2 separate regions of the Sus scrofa genome follow, and region 1 is linked to region 2. The links are chromatin contacts, called in public Hi-C maps. All regions are on one chromosome and are shown on one strand. The core of a region is the stretch at or near the end of the contact, and the rest is flanking DNA. Distances in the headings are between cores, read along the strand shown.

Region 1 (3,479 bases), core at 837-3,336, 150 kb after region 2:
GACCTGATTTCCCCCTACCCTTCTCCCGTCCCCCTCCAGAGTGCAAGGATGTGAACAAGGTCGCCTACTGCCCCCTGGTGCTGAAATTTCAGTTCTGCAGCCGAGCCTACTTCCGCCAGATGTGCTGCAAAACCTGCCATGGCCGCTAGGGGGCGTGCGGTCTTCGGAGCTACGGCTGGGGTGGGGGTGGGGAGACCAGGCCTGCAGCTGGCCAGCCTGAAGGAGCCTGAGGGGGCGGGAGCTAGGAGTGAAGGGTGAGTTGGAGCCGGAAGTTATTTATTGGGAACCCCTGAAGGGCCTCTGGCTGTGGGAATGGAGAGGGGCTGGCCATGCCCAGGGCCCCTCCTCTGCCCCTCTCCTTATTCACGAGATTCCCTCCTGGGTGGGTTTGAAGTAGAAACAACTGTTCGCCTTAGCGCACTTTCCACCCACTCTTGGGGAGCCCCCAACACAACCCTCGCCTTTGATCGGAATGTGTACTGTGAAGAGTGGGGGTGGGGAGGGGGGTCAGCCGGTGCCCTGCCCCCCCCCCAGCACTGTCCTAATCCTCCACTCTGAGCTGGGGGGGGGTAGTCTATGTCCGCTATAGGGGAGGGGATTAGCACCATCTCCCTGTCACCCTTCCCCAACCAGACTAGCTACAGGGGAGAGGCAGAGCTGGGAAGATCCACCCCATGCCCTGCCCTGCCTGCCCCAGGGGGACCCCGTCATCCAGAACACCCAGGCCACCCCCATCATGGTGCTACAGGCCCTGCCCTGGGGCCCACACACCCCTCGCCAGGAAGCCCTACATCAATAAAGTTCTTTCTTGTGTAGATTTCCATGTGTGCGTGTGGGTGGGTGTCAATGCATCTGGGTCACATTAAGCTGTCCCCCATCCCCAGCTTAGAAGCATCCCCAGCAGCCCAAAGGGGGCTTTTACCAACACACACTAGAGCCCAGTGATTTTAGGTCAAAAGTACAGCTTCTCACAAAGGCTCTCAAAAGCAACACAATCTGGCGTCTACAATCCCAGCCACCACCCTGCCCGTCACTCGGGGAGCTCCAGCCCACACTGGCCTCCTGGAAGTTCCTCAGTCTCCCCACCATCTTCCCATCTCTGGGCCTTTGCTAGAACCCTTTCCTCCACCAGGTGTACCCTCCCCTTTCCTCTTCACCTGGTTAGTTCCAACTCACCCTGCAGTCTCAGCACCAATATCGCTTTCTTCGAGAAGCCTCCCCTGACGCCCCCAGCAAGATGGGGGTCCTTCCGACTAGTCCCTGAAGGTATTGCTGAGGTTTGCAGTCCCCCACCCAAGTCGGTTGAGCAAACTTGCCCAGGAGATCCAGGCAGAAACGGACTCCTCCCCAGACGTGGCCACTAGGGGGCGCCATGGTGTGCCAACCTCCAGGCGGGATGCTGTGTGCCGCCGGGATCTCTGTCCTCCGTCCGCAGGGATCCCTGCCAGGGTCAGCTTCTGCCCCCCCCCCCCACCTCCTCGCCGTGTGGCACCGGGAGATGACAACCTCTCGGAACTGCCATTTCCTCAAACGTGAAGAGTCCAGGACACAGCCTACTGGTCTCCCAAAGATCAGGTGGGCCAGCACCTAATGGATCCCATGTGTGCCACGAGGGCCCTCCACAGCTGTTTTACGATAAGAAGATGGTGAGATCCCGGAAGCGGCAGAGCTGGGGGTCATTAATTCCAAATGTGAGCCCCTTGCTCTTGGTACCCTCCACTCCCGCTGCCCTTCCCCGAACAAAAACACACATGGCTCCCCAAGGTCCCTTAGGGAGGAAGGACCTGCCAAAAAGATTCTGGAAGTGGGAGTTTGCGATGCCCAGAGCAGACGCACGTCTGAAGTGGTTTCGAAGAGACCTGAGTAGCCCAGAAGAGCGCAGTCAGTCCTGCAGACCTGCGTGCTGTTTGCTGTACCTGCATCCCGGAGGAGTCTGAGAAGCGGCTTTCTGGGGTCTGGTAGCGGGTGCCATCCATCCTTAATCTCTCTCTTCAGGCTCAGAGCTCCAAACCACCAGCTCCCTCGGCCCCGTCTGGGTTCTCTCCCCGCCCCCGGGCCCAGCTTCCCTCCCCTGTAGCCGCGGGCCCCTCCCGCCAAAGGAAGTAAGAAGGGGGCTGTTGTAAGAGGAACTAGGGCTGGGAGTCCGCTGAAGGAGCAGGAGCAGGGCCATGCCCCAGCCGCCCCCCGGAACTTCCTGAGCCTGCTCCCCGGCCACCACCCATTCAGGCACTCCCCCACAGGGGCCCAGACATCAACCCCCATCATGGTAAGTCCCTCAGGGTGGCCGTGAAGTGCAGGGGTGGGGGACCTCAGCCAGGTGGAGGCACCTAGAGGCCACCATCAGAACGGGGTAATGGAACTGGGCACAGCAGACCCTTTGGGGGCCGACAGTGCAGCTCTGGTGCTCCCAGCATCCCTCACCAGAGACCAAACTCCCACCTGATGGGTGAAGAGGATGCCAGAGTGGGGATGGGCCACCAAGTATAGAGTAGTAGTAGCCGGAGGACAGAAAGTGGTCTTGAGGGATCACAGTGCCTCGGGGACAGGGACAGACCCCTTTCCTGGGGCTCAGGGAGCCCTGTTCCCAGCCCAGTTTGCTGCCTCATCTCCCTGTGGGGCCTTAGGTAAGTCACTTCCCCTCTGTGGGCTTCAGTTCCCATATGTGTCATATTTGGAAATCTGTCAGGATGTGGAAGGGGTTGGGGGGACCTCTCCCCTGGGACATTCATAGGGTCCTGGGTTCAGCCACTCTGAGTCTACAGCTGGGAGGGGAAGCTGGCTCAAATGGACAGTGGTTTGCAGTGATGGTGACAGCACACCCATGGGGGTGACAGGGTGGTCTGGCTGTCGCAATCACAGAAGCAGAAGATGGTGAGACACAGCGCATCCACACAGCCAGGGGTACCCTTCTGTGGCAGGGGGGCAGGGAAGACACTGCAGCCAGAGGTGCTGCCATCTGGTGAGGCTGAGGTCTCATGATGACTGTGGCAACAAGGTTGGGGAGACTGTCATGATCATGGGTCTAGACACAGTGGCATGGTCTCACACACATCAAGAGGGAGCCTGGGCTGGCTGCAAATATGGCGCCCACTGCTCCATGCATCTGCAAGCACTTCAGCTTTCATTTTTTGTCATTCGTCAATGAGGGCCTGTGGCTGGGACAGTCACAGAGCCAGTGGTGACACCTGAAGTGTTCCTGGTGGTTGCAGCAGGTAGCTGACCAAGGTGGAGCGTGGGATTGCATTAGCCTGAGAGATAACGTCTTAGTTCAGAAAGCCAGGAATAAGCTGGGCATTGCTAGCCAAGGACCCTCTGGTTAATTCACAAAAAATATAAAAAATAAAAATAAATAAAAAAGCAGCTAGAGCTGTGCTCTTGGGATGGGGACCCTTCCAAGACAGAGCCAAACCAGGAAGACTCCTTGATCAAAGGAATACAGAAAATGACTTGCTGCTCAAGAGAAAAGCAGCCCCTCCCAA
Region 2 (3,442 bases), core at 642-3,141:
GGTTTGATCCCTGGCCTCGCTCAGCAGGTTAAGGATCCGTCATTCCCATGAGCTGTGGTGCAGGTCGGAGATTCAGCTCGGATCCCCCATTGCTATGGCTGTGGTGTATGCTGGCAGCTACAGCTCTGATTCGACCCCTAGCCTGGGAACCTCCATATGCTGCAGGTGTGGCCCTAAACAAACAAAAGACAAAAAAAAAAAAAAATTCTGTTGCAAATATAAATAAGTTCAAGTTATTTTTTCCCTCAGTACCCCATATTTTGAATCTTTGTGGAGGATTTAAAGGAGTTTTTGAATTCAAATGGTAGCAGTCCTGAGAAATGTTGCTGAGTAGTTCTGCTAGTCTTCAGTGGGATGGCTTATACTATTACACGCACACATAATAAGTTTACACTTATATATAAAATCCTACAATTTTTAGTACTATGGAATGCAAATAAATCTATATTTCCATTACACTTACAGTTGTTTACATGTTTAATGTGTATTTACCTGCACATAACTGTATTTACTTAATTTTTTACACACACATAACCACACACCTTACTATCTTTTCCTTGAATATAATCCATCAAATATAAATAAATGTTTTTAAGATACTCTCCCTCTCAGCGACTCCTTGTGTTTACAATCTGAGCCCACAGTAGGGCCTATTAGCACTTCTGCACAGCTGAGGCTGCTGGAATCTGTTGCTACAAGTTCACATGATACTCACCTGGTCATACAGAAATCCACAGATCAGTGAGGACATGTGAAGCTTGAGGCTAGTTTCAAGTCAAGCATGAACAGAGACGTTTTGTCTGTGGCGGGAAAAAAAAGAAACAGGGGACAAAAATTCTTTTTGAGGCCCTTTATAAGAAGCCTGTATTATAGGGTGTAATACAGTTGCTGGATGGAAAGGCCATACCAATCACTTTTCCTTTTTGGATTTACTGTACTTATGTAACGTGTAACTGTTGGCTATGACTGGTTTTCCTGATCCCTATCCAGCCATCTGCTCCTCAAGTGTAAGAAAGCTTCATGTGCTGTGCATTTGCCTTGCTCAACCCATTTGGCTAGATAGAAATTTTTTGGTGACTCTACGCACTTCTAACACGGCTTGTCACTCAGGGGCGCTAAAAGTGACTCAACTAACCTTTTAAGTTCATTCAGGGCTTTGAAGATTTCTGAGACCCTAGAGCGGGGTTTCCAAACCTCGGCACTATTTATAATGCTTTGTCATGGGGGCTGTTCAGTGCATTGTAGGATGTCCAGCAGGACCCTGGCCTACACCCACTAGATGACAGCAGCAGCCCCTCCCATTTATAACAACCAAAACAATGCTTCCAGACGTGATTAATAAAAGTCCCCTAGGGGAGCAAAAATCACATTCGGGAAAGATGTTGAAGAGGATGGACGGAAGAATTCTCCGGAAGGGGTGACAGCGGCGCCCAGAGCTAGGAGGAAACGGAAGCTACGGGCTGACCAGAGGCAACTTGAGGCCCCACGGGTGGAAACGCGGCTCTCGGGAAAGAGAGGAACGCCAGAGCCCGTGACTGGAGTGCCCCAGGCCTATGCCCTTCCCTAAACTCCTACGATAGCCTCAGGCCTGCCCGCCGCGCACAGAGTACTGCCCCTCTCATAGGTCGAACATACCACATGAATCCCGTTCCCCGCGGAGAAGACAGTACACAGCACGCAGCAAACCACCCCGCAACTCCTTCCTCACCAACACCCCGCGCTTCCGCTTCCGGTCTCGGGCTGGCAGCCAAAAGCTCCAGTTTCCGGTGTCTAGCCGCCCCCAAGCGGGGGGACACTGAGGGGCTGCGGTTTGAGGCTGCAGAAGGGCCGGCAGCCTCGCACCCTAGCCTCAGAAGAAGGGCTCTCGCTCGCATAGTGGTGGGCGGTGGGCTGGGTCAGCACCAGGGCCTGAGATCCGTTTTAAGGGGGCGGCTGTGGGCGTGTACCAGCTTGTGGGCGGAACCAAGCCTGGAGGGCAGGGTTGTGGGCGGACACCCATTTCGGAACCGGACTGAGGGCGGCACCGGATCTTGCGGATCTTGCGGACGGTTACTAGTCTCCTAGCCTGAAGGTAGGTGGAGACCAATTCCGAGGGCCGGTGTAAGGCGGGTTGGGGCTGGGTTGGCAGTGCAGGAGGAGTGTGGGAGAAAAACAGCCCCTTGAAGGCGGGACTTTCCACGGATTCCCCAGGCTGTACAAATATATGAACGCTGAAACAACTTTTCTTCAATCCTTCCTACTTGCGGAGCCTCACACAGTGCAGTAAAACAACATGCGCATATTCAAGATTTTTACTTTTGTGCTTGAGTGCAGTTCTTAATTTTTTTAATTGGATCATATATGCACATTTCTCTTTGACTTGCTGTCCCAAGCCAGTTAGGGAATCTAACGCTATTAATATTGGGGGCGGGGGAAGGGCTAGGTCATAGAAACATACAGGAAATCTTCAAACAGTGGTACTATTCTCACTCCCATATCTCCCAGTCCTTTTTTGTCTGGAGATAAACATCATTTTCTCCTTTATCCTTCCAGATAGGTCAAGTAAGTGTGTGTGTGTGTGTGTGTGTGTGTGTGTGTATACAAGCCGAAGAAGGATGGTCCCACGCAGAAACTAAAATCTGATGAATTGTCTCATGCATCTGAATCTACTGAAAAGAGATTTAAATCTATGCTGGAGGGAGATGGACCAGTGATTAATTGATAGGAATAAAACAAAGAAATGAGAATTTATCGGTTTGAACATCCAAAGAAAAAATGAGAAAGAGAATGTATTCATAATATCCTACACGATGCATCTAGATCAGATTCATATATCACAAAATGATAAATATTTAGATAATAAAACAATAGACATTGACTTTTGACTTATCCTAATTTATTATATAATTATATTATGCAAGGAGAATTATGGTTTAAGATAATAAGAGAACTATATACCCATATTTTTCGGAGAAGAAAACAAAAAAAAGCTGAAAAATATATAAGTAGCTAATTTAGAAATACAGAGTTACGGAAAACAAAGTTTTTTGTGGGGGGTCACAGTAAGGACTGGGGGATGTAGCTTTTCAGAAGGCATAAGGTATTATTTGAGTTTTATATGTATAGACACACACACACAGAAACCTGAATTTATATTTTAAAGGGATTATCAAACTCTAGGAAAAACTTTTAAAAAGGTTCACTTTGCAAAAATAGAATGTATTTTGAGAACCACAGATTTCAACCATTTAGAAAAAATCCTATAATCACGCTGATGGAAAAATGAATAGGATATTACTTTCCACAGTTCCTAGTAACAAGCATTTTATGAATATTTTCACAGCAATCCATAGGGAAGTTGCTATTATCTGTCTCCATTTCACAAATGAAGAAATTGATGGCAGCGTTTTGGAACATGTTCATATTTCATTCAAGTTGTCAGTAGATATCATTTTATTTCAAA

Evidence for each region. A called contact is a pair of places that touch in the nucleus more often than the background predicts.
Region 1: a contact with region 2 is called in a Hi-C map of epiblast stem cells, with 1.6 times the contacts expected there. The contact joins the promoter of MYO1F here to the promoter of ZNF558 in region 2. A contact is called at or near these places in 3 of 47 Hi-C or Micro-C datasets (embryonic fibroblasts, epiblast stem cells and liver) and 1 of 2 datasets of contacts at active chromatin or transcription factors (alveolar macrophages).

What each region holds. Positions count from the first base shown.
Region 1 is chr2:70,751,057-70,754,535 of Sscrofa11.1, forward strand. MYO1F (unconventional myosin-If) reads left to right here and starts at 2,087. Exons shown (of 27, transcript XR_002341669.1): 1 at 2,087-2,266. LOC106507295 (a long non-coding RNA gene) reads right to left here and starts at 1,999. Exons shown (of 3, transcript XR_001303179.2): 1 at 1,177-1,999. It overlaps ADAMTS10 (ADAM metallopeptidase with thrombospondin type 1 motif 10), which reads left to right. Exons shown (of 25, transcript NM_001246250.1): 25 at 40-149. The coding sequence ends at 149.
Region 2 is chr2:70,603,555-70,606,996 of Sscrofa11.1, forward strand. ZNF558 (zinc finger protein 558) reads right to left here and starts at 1,892. Exons shown (of 8, transcript XM_003123168.4): 1 at 1,636-1,892; 2 at 716-800.